2 separate regions of the Pan troglodytes genome follow, and region 1 is linked to region 2. Evidence: chromatin contacts called from public HiChIP or PLAC-seq data. All regions are on one chromosome and are shown on one strand. The core of a region is the stretch at or near the end of the contact, and the rest is flanking DNA. Distances in the headings are between cores, read along the strand shown.

Region 1 (5,027 bases), core at 2,127-4,626, 220 kb after region 2:
CACTGTTTGCACTCTGGGAAGAAAAGCTGAAGAAAGGAGCTATGTGGACAGAGATAGTCCCACACCTCCCAGAACACTCCACTTTCCCAGTTTCTTCTGATTCCATTCCTTGACCTTCAAAGCATTTCCAGCTTCAAGTTTCTTTCCCCAGATTGTGATGGGGGCAGAGATATCTTGCTTGGGCAAACAGTTATAAGGAAAATGGGGAACTTATAAGAACATGTGTAGTTTTCAAAGAATTAACTGGCATTCATACATAGAGAAAGAGATTAGGGACAGAAGTAGGTATTAACAGGTGAGAAGCAGGTAACTCACGTTCGCTGAGGGCGCAATCTCTGATCACTGTGTGGGATCAAAGCCACCAACTCATTTACTTGCTCTAGAAAAGAGCCAAACAATTATTTTGTAAATCCCATGTGTTGGCAGTACTTCCTTCACGTCTCACTTGAGCCTGCCACAACAAATATTCTTCTGGAATGAGACATTTTAAAAAATACTAGTGAAATTCACATGTTGGGTCTAATGAACAAGAAACAAGAGAGTGCCACAAATTATAAAACATCTATCAGTGCTGCCAGGGTAGTGATGTGGAAGTTGAAAAACCTGGGATCCTGTTCTGGCTTTACTACATGGGCTTGGCAGAGTCGTCGAATCTCTCAAGGCCATGGTTTCCTTGCCTTTCATACGGAAGCTTTGGAGTAAATGATTTCGAAGGTCCTAACCAGCTCTAAATTTCTGTGAGTCTCCAGCTAAACTGTTAAAGACTTTCTGAGGGCCAATTTGTTAATAGTAATAGATGATCCTGTACCAAGGCTAAGTATTTGTCTCTCTCTCCCGACCTGATATATTTTTCTGACCTTAGGCTGTTAAGGATTAGCTACCCATTTCCTTGAAAAGCAGCTTCCAAGATGGTTCCCCCGCAAAGCTGTCCCAATCCTTGTGACAGCGATAAAGAAATGTGCCTGTCAACAAATCCCACAACACAGAGCGAACTGAATGTTCCAAACCTCAGGAAAAGAACAAGAGTGGAGGTAAAGAAAAGAAGAAAGGGTTGGAAAAATAAGGAGAGGAAGAGAAGTTGCGGAACTGCCCAAGTGTATTAAGTCAGTTGAGCTGGCTCCTGTCCAGGGCACTGTCTCTATTATGGTATTACTGCCCAGAAGAAAAGTTGTCTGGGCAGACAGGAGAACTCCGAGGGTACCTTGGGATTCTCATCAGGGAATCATCCCTCCATGATCACCTGTTGGAATGTAGCCTGTCCCCTGGCACGTGAGACAGGTGATGCTATCTCTCCCGGTGAATTCCACATATGGGAACTGAGCAATGGCTTCTTCCTGCTCTCGTTCAGCCAGCAAACCGTCCCTGTCATCTTCTTGCTTTCGCCTGCAGGAGGAGGGGCGAGCAGCAGCGGAATGCTGAGACCCCATGGCCGTGATATGCCACTGGTGTCATGTCCTAAGATGAAAAGAGGGAGTGCACGTTAGCGGCCCCAGTGAATCACGACAGAAATCGCTTGTTTCTATAAGAAAATTAAAAACGCAAAAATGACAAGTTGCCGCCCTGAGTGTGGTCCCAACACCTGTACGATTTCTATCGGGACCCTCATTTTGTAGTAGTGCTACCCACTCCCCTCTTACCCGCCACACACAGCCGGCGGGGGTGGGGAGGGGGAACGGGGCCTGCCTTTCACGCACCTGCCTCGATCCTCACCGCCCTGGGACTTGGGGCACCCCCGCTCCCACCTGGTCCAGCCTCGCCCCTTCCTCTTCACTATTTGTAAGCTCTATGCCCCTCCTTGAGCAACAAACAGGCACCAAATTGATAACCGGCCTTAACGATTCCCATTCCTCTCCAACCCCCAGCCCCAGGAGGCGGGCTCAGGTCACGCCCCTTGGCAAAAAGCGATGCTCTGAGCCCACCAAAGTGGCCTAGGCAGGAGCGAACGCCAGCGTCGCAGACCTGCAGGGCACGAACTCCCGGCAGCTCCTCTCCGGCCGCTCTCCCGACCACCTGCCAGCTTGAGGACTTACCAGCCTCTTCGGTCGGCGGAGCGGCACGCATTCAGGGCGCAGGCGCCAAATACCAAGCCCGCTAGGAGAACGCGGGCGCGCGCTCGCGCGTGCGCTCTTCGGGGCTCCGGAGGCCTTCCCAATATCGCAGCTGTCTGGCTCCCTAGGTTCCGGTAGAGGGCGGCAGAGAGCGCCGGGGAGCCGCGACCCTTGCTGTTGGGCCGCGGTAGTCCGCGGAGTCGGGACGATGCTCTGCTGTTCGCTAGATAGGCTGGGAAAGGCTTCAGTCAAGTTTCCAGAGCAAAACACTTCTCTGCTGCGAGAGGAGGATGGTGCTGCCGGCTACCGAAGCCATTCTGAAATATTCTTTATAGTACAGGAGCTGTGTAGTCGCTGAGGGTACACACATGCGGAGCATCCAGAGAAACTGCCTTTGCAAAAATTGTAAGTGAGAAAATTATGACAGTGAAAGAGATCTGACTTACCCAGTTCCGTCTTGCTTCTAACCTCCGAACTGCCCTTGTTCATTCCTGGGTATAGGCCAAACTAACTTTGGGAGGAATTTAGTTTATAGTTGAACTTCGAAGCAAAGATAACAGCCCTTCCCCAAAACAAACCCCCTTCTTGCCTGGGGACCAGACTGCCTTTGTAAGACTAACAAATTAGCCACAAGATTAGAAATTATGGTTTAGGAGTCATCCAGACAGAGGTCACAAGATTCCAAACCTTCCCTATTGCTCCAAGGGATAACGTCACTATTGTAAAATCTAAGATCGGTGCTGGGGATATTTTTCAGACCCTGCATTCTGAGGCACCAGCTGGCAGTACCCAGACCAGTTATCTGGCTCAGCCAGTTCTGCAATCCCACCCAGGAACAGAAAACAGCAAGAAGAACCCACTTAGACCCCCCTATGATTTCATCTCCAACCTGACCAATCAGCACTCCCCACTGCCTGATACCTACCAGCCGAATTATCCTTAAAAAACCCCAGTCTCTGAATTATCGGGGAGACTTATTTGAGTAATAAAACTCTGGTATCTCATTCAGCCGGCTCTGCATGAATTAAAATCTCCACAGCAATTCCCCTGTCTTGATGAATCAGCTCTGGGCAACGGGCAAGGAGAACCCGTCCGGCAATTATATCAGAACCTGTCCTCAGTCCAGGAGGGGAACCAGAGGCTTCATCAGACCCCTCCAATACTGTAGATAAAAGTGCTGCTGGAAGTCTCACAAGTCAGAGGGGCCCAGCCTGGGGGAAACCTTCCATGGGGAGTCCTGCTGGCTTCTCGCAGGAACGGACCCCACAGCTGAGCTTTGCAAGCCAGTTAGGTGCCAAGAGGCACCAAGGAGTAGATTCATTCGGTAGTAGGGCCCCCCTTCCCCAGACCTCCACAAAAAAGGCACGTACGTAAGAGGTTAGAAAGCACTTTTCGTTTGTTTGTTTGTTCGTTTGTTTTGAGATGGAGTCTTGCTCTGTCGACCAGGCTGGAGTACAGTGGCACAGTCTCAGCTCACTGCAACCTCCGCCTCCCGGGTTCAAGCGATTCTCCTGCCTCAGCCTCACAAGTAGCTGGGATTACAGGCGCACACCACCACACCTGGCTAATTTTTGTATTTTTAGTGGAGACCGGGTCTCACCATGTTGACCAGGCTGGCCTCAAACCCCTGACCTCAGGTGATCTGCCCACCTTGGCCTCTCAAAGTGCTGGGATTACAGGCCTGAGCCACTGTGCCCGGCCTAGAGGGTACTTTTTAATGGGTGGGTTTCTTTGTTCATACTGCCAGGTTGAGCTTAGCCTGCAGCAGCAGGAGTTGAGTACAGACATTAACCAGGTGAAATTATTAAAGATGATGCTAGGGGAGAGGAGATATTCTGAAATGGGATGAATAAGGGGCCCACTTGGCAATACAGAGTGAGGCTGAGGCTGGTGACCCCTCAGGTTTCTGCCACCTCTGTATTTTCCTCTTTCTCCTGTGGGGAATGCCAGTGTACCTGCTGTTGTCTAGCCATCTGCCTGACCACTGGCCACAATCAGCCCACTGAGTCTTTAGTAAGAGGCAACAAGGACCCTCTACTTCCCCTCTCACATCTCTGATCCACCTCTTCTCCTTCTTGAAACGTTTTTTTTTTTCATCTGTTGGGTCACAGAAAACGATTCCCCAAAATATGGTGTTTGAGCATACTGAGTGCTTTTGAGAATTAAAAGAAAACAAGTCTCAGAATCAAGGTACCTCTAACCTTGTCTTGTTCCTCCCCTCAACCCCAAGCATAGGGGAAGACTCTCTCTGGAATTTCCTTGTCTCACCAAGAAAGCTTTTTTTTTTTTTTTTTTTTTTTTTTTGAGACAGGGTTTTGCTCTGTCGTCCAGGATCAAGTACAGTGGTGCCATCACAGCTCACTGAAGCCTCAAATTCTGGGGCTCAAGCAGTCCTCTGTGAAACAAAAATAAAGCTAAGTCTTCTCCACCCCCAGCCATCTGCATGGACCCCTCCTCTCAGCCAAGGGCATTCCAAAGTTAACCTGAAAAACTAGTTCAGGCCATGATGGGAAGGGGGAGTCAGACATGCCTCACTACCATTGTGAAAGAAAAATAAATCTCAGGACCCCCAAATCATGAAGTCAAGGGAAAAGTCAAGCTGGAGACTATGTCAGGCAATTCTGCCTCCCATTTTATTTCTAAATAAGGTAGCTACAAAGATCAGAATTACATATCCCCCTCACAATTTGCCCACAAGGAATTTCCTTGTGGACAAAGGACAGACATGACTCAAAGTCGTCTTTCTGAGGCTCACCTGAGACAAATGTGTATTCGATTGCCTCCTCTGCCCTACGGTGTATGTAAAAATGCAGGTGTACTGAGCCAGACTAAATTGTGTATTCAATGGAAGACGGATGTAGGACTCAAAAGAATGCAACCTTTTTTCTCTTATCTACTTCTGACCTGAAAGACCCCCACCTCGGCACCCTTCGAGTTGTCCTGCCTTACTGGACCCAACCAATGTACATCTTACACATA
Region 2 (5,837 bases), core at 2,033-4,532:
GAGCCACTGCGCCTGGCCTCAAGGATTCTTCAGATAGGAAAAGATTATATAAAAAGAAAGTTTCTAGAACCTTCCCTGGGTAGCTTTGTTTTCCCAGAGGAGCCAGTCACCACCACCCCCTACTCCAATAAAACTATAAGGAAACTAACATTTGAACAAGACTTCCTAGGAGTCCTATATATTTTTCTCCCCAAAAACTTCTTGTCCCCGTTTTACATATCCAGAAACTAAGCCTCAAGCACTCAACTGTTGGAACTGAGATTTAAGTCCAGATCTGTGTCTTTAGTGCTCTCTCTTTCCACCACTCTGCAGCTACCAGCAGCTAGCACACACACACACACACATACACACACACACGCACATATACACACACACACGCACATATACACATGGCACCCTAGCTCATTCTGCTCTCAAATTTTGTTCAGGGGCAGCCTCAAGAAATCTCCATTGCCCAAGGGAGTAGACTAGAGCTGTCAGTCAAGCCCTCTGGGGAACACCTTACCCGGGTTCTCCACTAGAGGCCTGAGGCAGTTATTGTGGTTTCCCTTTGTGATGTGTCACTATTTCCAGAGATCCCAGGCAATCCCTCCAGAACAATACCCCACCCCACTCCCTCCATGGAACAGGTGCAGTATCTGCCATTCCAGGACCCAGATTTGGAAATCATTTCCCAGGGCTTCACTGGGATGCTTCACTAAAAAAGAAGTCTCCTGCACATTTGGAGTTCTGGCTACTAAAAACTCATGTTAGCATGGGAGTCTCAACACTTACCACCTCCTTCCCCAGGGCAGCTTGAGGTCAAGGTCCAGGACAGAAGGGAAAGCAGGGAGAGTTGGCAATGCCTGTCCCAACCAGGGCAGGGACAGTCAACTCCTTGAACTGGAGGCAAGGAGAGAGGAGGGAAGGCATGGCCCCTGCAGTTCCCACTAAGACCCACCCTGATATCCCCTTAGTACCAGTCAGCAAGGAGGGGAGATGACGCCTTTTTATTAAGGTTAACACCAAGGAAAGCATTGAGAAGGAATACACAAAGTAGGGCAAGGGCACACAAAGTCACCACTTGAGGAGGTGGGAGGGCGGCACATCAGTAAAAGAACCTCAGGACAGCCACATGCTCCATGCCCTGGTTGGGGGAAGAGGGAGAGAAAAGCGCCATGATAGCTTGGAGCTCGTAGAAGGGTCTGAAGCCTCTGAACCTAACACCAGAGCCACAAGCCCTGCCCCGGAGGGCTCACACACTACTACACAAGTAGACACACATAACACACACAAGACATTATGAAGGCAACACCGAGAGGCAGTGGGCAAGGACATATTGACAGAAAAAGGAACTGAAGTTAAGCAGGTGTAGCCAGGAGAGACAGTTTTTGGCTGCGGCCCCAAGAGTCCCTCAAATGTCCCCTAAATCTGGGCTGCTGCTGAGCACCCCCGAGTCTCTGCCTGTGAACCGGGCTCTTTGTTCTCTAAGCCCCAGGGAGTGGAAAAGCAATCCCAGATGAAGTCAGTGACAAGGCAGGATCCGCTCTGCATGCAAAATCCTAGAGGTTGAGCTATTATGTCTTCATGCACATTCATAGCCAGCTCCTCCCAGCCCAGGGGCCCTTGGAACCCCATTCACCCAGATTCCTAGGGCTGCAGTTCCCTCCTCAAGCTTCCTTTACCAATCAGCAGCCGCAGAGATCTGTGAGGGGGAGAGGCTTCTGCAGAGCACTGAATATCTTGGATTTCAGCAGAAGGGTAAATTTCCTGTTGCCAGAACAAAATACCCCCAATTCCTTAATTTCCAGGTAAATTGTTAGAGATTATTTGCCATGGTCCTAGGTAAGTCCTTTTTCAGAATAGAAAAAGCAGAATTTTATTTACACAATTCACGGGTTCTCCTGTTGTCTGGGAAGGGGGAAAGGACAGGATAGGGATGGATGGGAGTCCAGAGACGGGCGCTTCCTCTCCCGGAGCCTCACCTTTCCGCAGTTCGCTATAATTCGCTTAGTTGGGCAGAAAGAATTCTCGATGCTCCCAAAGTCCTTCACCCTACAAATCCTTCCTCGAGGGAGTCTCTCTCTGCCTGACCCACAAGAGCAGCTGTCCAAGTGAAGCATGCCGCACCGCGCCGTTCAGTCCCCCTCGCGTCATGCACTCGGAAACCCAAAGACAGCCCGGGAAGGTAGTGCCCCACGGAGTCCCCTCACAGGGAGGCCTCGCCCTCCAGTTGCAGCAGGGTAATGTCGGGCATGTCGAGGGGCTCCACAAGTGGCCCGTCCCCCCCAAGGAGACCAGCACAGGGGCTCTCGGGGCGCTCACAGTGACTGGAGGGTGTGGCGGGGCTGGGCATCTCCTTCTCTTCTTCCTCGTCCTCCTCGTCCTCGGGATCGCGACCCAGCAAGCCGCTGTCCCCGATACCAGGCGAAGGAGTCTCCGGCTCTTGGGGGTCGCTCTGGAAGCTCCCCTTGCCGCCGACCACGCCCAAGCCGCCCTGGCGGGGCGCAGTGGTCATAATCTGGCACATGGAGACGATGGCTCGCTGGTTGGCGCACACGTCGTCCGAGAGCACCTGGATGTGCGAGGCCTGCTCGTCCAGGGCCCCCCTCATGGCCCTCACGTCCTCAAACAGGGCTTGCAGCTGGGCTTTCAGGTGCTCCATCAGTTCCTTCATGCCGCCGTTGTACTCCCCGGAGATCACGTCCCCCACTGCCGGCACGGTGGACACCTCCAGGGGCGCCGGCATGTCGCCGCCGTCCTTGGTCATGATCTCCAGCAGACCGTCCTCCATTGAGTGGCAGAAGCGGGTGGCGGAGGCTCTGGGTCGCGTCCAGCCCGGCCTCCGGGGTGGGGGAGGGGGTGGAGGGGGAGAGGTCCCGGGAGGGGCTAGCGGGAGCCGAGGGAAGCGGAGGCTCCCGAGACTGGCGGGGAGCCGACGTGAGAGACGAGTCCTGGGCAGAGGGCGCGGGCAGGATCGCGGGAGGCCGAGAAGAGGCGGCGGGACGAGGACCCGGCGAGGGTCCCAGAGCCGGCGTCTCTTGGGATCGCCCCGGGACGAAAGTGCCCTGCCCTGCCTCGCCTCCCGGATCGCGCCCCTGTCAGCGCCGCCCTCTGGGCGCCACAAGCAGAGAGCGCCTGCCGGTTCCGTGGGTCACAGACGCGCTCGCGGAGGGGTCCGGGTCCAGGCTGAGGCCAGCGGCGCGTCGGACTCGGGACTCCCTCAGGCCATTACCGGGCAGCGCCCGCGAGTGTGGCAGCAGCAGCAGGGGTGGGTCTTCCGGGGGTGTCGCGGATGCTCCTCTGTTTCCAAGGCGACGCACGGCACGTAAATGACGTGTGTCTCCATGGTAACCAGGAAGTGGCGAAGAAAAAGGGAGGATGGCTGGAAGCTGCAGTGGGGCTCTGGAGTCTGGACTAGCAGGGTGGGGGGAGGAGAGGGGACGCTGCAGTGGCTTCGGCCAAGGCTGGAAAGAGCGTGTGGTTGCAATGTTTAATAGGGAAGTATGAGAGAGCCGTCTGCTGCAGAAACCTCCAAGTCCGGGAGAGATCGTCCCTCCCCTAGCCGGGGTATGAGACCCAGCGAGACTGCCCTGGAAAGATTTTTCCAGCCCGCATTCCTTTCTCAGAGGATGGCGCTAAAGTCGAGTCCTGCCTCCCTGTCCTCCAGCGATGCGCAGGAAAGCGGAGAGGGTAGAGAGGCTGTTGCTAATGATCCCAGAGTTGAGCTGGGGCGCGGTGGCGCTCTGGAGCCGGCCCCACCGGGCCTGACGGTGCAGAGGCAGGAGGAGGGCACTACGGAGGTTTCTGCAGTAAATCAGCCCTCTAGCTATAGAAATCACCGGAGCTGGGGAAGGATGGGACTCCCTCCTTTATGAGACCCTACCGCTCCTACCCAGGTCTCTGGGAGTTTGTCCCGGATGGGGAGGCCAAGTGCTTAAGTTTTGAGAATGAAAGCTCCATAAGGGGAGAGATTTTTGTCTCCCCTGCACCCTCCATCACGGAATCCCCAGCTCCTAAAATAGTGCCTGGCACCTAGTATGTAGATGCTTAATATAGTTATTGAATGAATAACAAAAACCACCAAGTCCCATGCTCTCATCCAGAACTCCCCATGCCAAACGTAGTGGGTTTTAGGAGACCTGAATTCAGTTTCGTTTCTGCCACTTATTCATTCAGCGACCTTGGCCACATCATTTTCCTCATCTGTTAGGGAATTGGACTGGATAATCTATAATACTATTTCTAATTCTGAATAACAGTCTGCATCATCTCACAGGTGAAAAGGTAAACTGTTGACCGTTGTGTGGAGGGTATGGATGGGGGGACTGTGTGTTAGAGTAATTCCCGCTCTCTCTTTCAGTGCCCAAGTTCAGACATACACTGAGTATCCCCAACCTTTGTGACAAGCCCTTTCCCTATTTAAGGGGTGGAGCAGGAAGGGTGGAGGAAGAAGAAAAATTATCTTTAATATATGTAGATGATTGCAGATTGAGAAGGAATCAGCACCTGGGCAGAGCACAATAATTAATAATGACCCTAGGAAATTAGGGAAGCCAAGTGATCGGAAGCCAAAAATGAAGTTCATAAGAATAAATCTGGGAAAGAGAAACAAACTATATCACTTCAACATAGAGAAGAACTAGGTAAAGGTGAGTGTTTTGTAGACTGGCAGTTCAGTGACAGCAAATGTGTTACCTTTGGGTTTCCCTGGTTATGTGCTTGGTGATGAAGAGTGAGGCTGGCCCAGGGAAACTTTTGTGACACTAGAGGACTGCTTGACCTATACCAATCTTACTGCTTTTAAAATAGAAACAAGTGGGGACTATCCTAAATGACCAGCAGCAGAATGTTTAAATAAACTAAGGCAAAATTGCTGATACATAAAATATTATACAGCCATTAGAAATTTGATTTCCCAAAACAAATATATGAACAAATTTTAAAAACACAGTATTGTATTTTCTGAAACTAATGATTCAATTCTATTTGCTTGCTCATTTCTTCCTTCATTCTACAGATTTCCAGCACTCTCAACTTGCTTAGGACTCCTACCTCTGCTCTGTACCCCACACGTGGTAATGACACCTTAGATTACTCCTGAAACTCTGGCTCAAGAGAGGACAGAAATGCTTTTCCTTGGTTTCCATAAGCACAGCTGAAGTGGGCTGGTGTTTACAAAGAGACTTTATTAAAAACTGTAGGAAAACTAGAAATAGAAACAGAACACATGAAAACAGCTGAGCTTACACAGCATAAGTTTCTGATTATACTACAGCAAGCATGTTCTCAGGGCTTATAGGTCCAACCCTGCTTTCATCCTTCCGAGGAGAGCTCTGCTATAGCCAGAAAAGACTGGCATGGCTTTCAGACTTTCTGTCTAGGTCTGTTACTTTACATCTCTTGACAAGCACTTCACATGGAAGATTTCATCTTGCCAATTCACCCTTCAGGTATATCCCTACCTTCTACCTACAAAGAGTGACTCTGTCCCAGTGGGGGACCTCTCATTGTTGAAATCCCATAAGCTTACACTAAGCATAGCCCCCATACAGGAGGAGCTATGGTATGTCATCATACAAGGCCTTTTGCCACTATTCTTGAGGATGTGAAGGCTTTCAGCATAAGATTACATCATGCTATCCAGAGGTGCTGGCCATGAAGTCCACTGAGAGTACAGGGATCTGAGCCCAGAGGGAGGGGAAATTATTGGAGAAGCACAAAAGGCCATGGGAAACATGTGCAGAGATCAAGCAGTTTGGCTGGTCCAGTCAAGTTCCAGGTCAAACATTTGAGAGCCAAGGGTAGGTGGGAACTGGGGGAGTGGACCAGTAGCAGGATTTGAAAATATAGGAAGG

Evidence for each region. HiChIP or PLAC-seq counts read pairs in DNA pulled down with a chosen protein or histone mark.
Region 1: an H3K4me3 HiChIP or PLAC-seq map of stem cell-derived excitatory neurons shows a contact between it and region 2, with 2.9 times the contacts expected there. The contact joins the promoter of TMEM106C here to the promoter of CCDC184 in region 2. A contact is called at or near these places in 1 of 7 Hi-C or Micro-C datasets (stem cell-derived neural progenitor cells) and 1 of 1 datasets of contacts at active chromatin or transcription factors (stem cell-derived excitatory neurons).

Annotation. Positions count from the first base shown.
Region 1 is chr10:47,887,016-47,892,042 of NHGRI_mPanTro3-v2.0_pri, forward strand. TMEM106C (transmembrane protein 106C) reads right to left here and starts at 3,377. Exons shown (of 9, transcript XM_054664324.2): 1 at 2,970-3,377; 2 at 2,031-2,436; 3 at 1,241-1,455; 4 at 316-379. The coding sequence starts at 1,427.
Region 2 is chr10:47,665,685-47,671,521 of NHGRI_mPanTro3-v2.0_pri, forward strand. It overlaps CCDC184 (coiled-coil domain containing 184), which reads right to left and starts at 3,283. Exons shown (of 1, transcript XM_001160701.8): 1 at 971-3,283. The coding sequence starts at 2,773. The coding sequence ends at 2,189. It overlaps ASB8 (ankyrin repeat and SOCS box containing 8), which reads left to right and starts at 3,336. Exons shown (of 5, transcript XM_009425511.5): 1 at 3,336-4,266.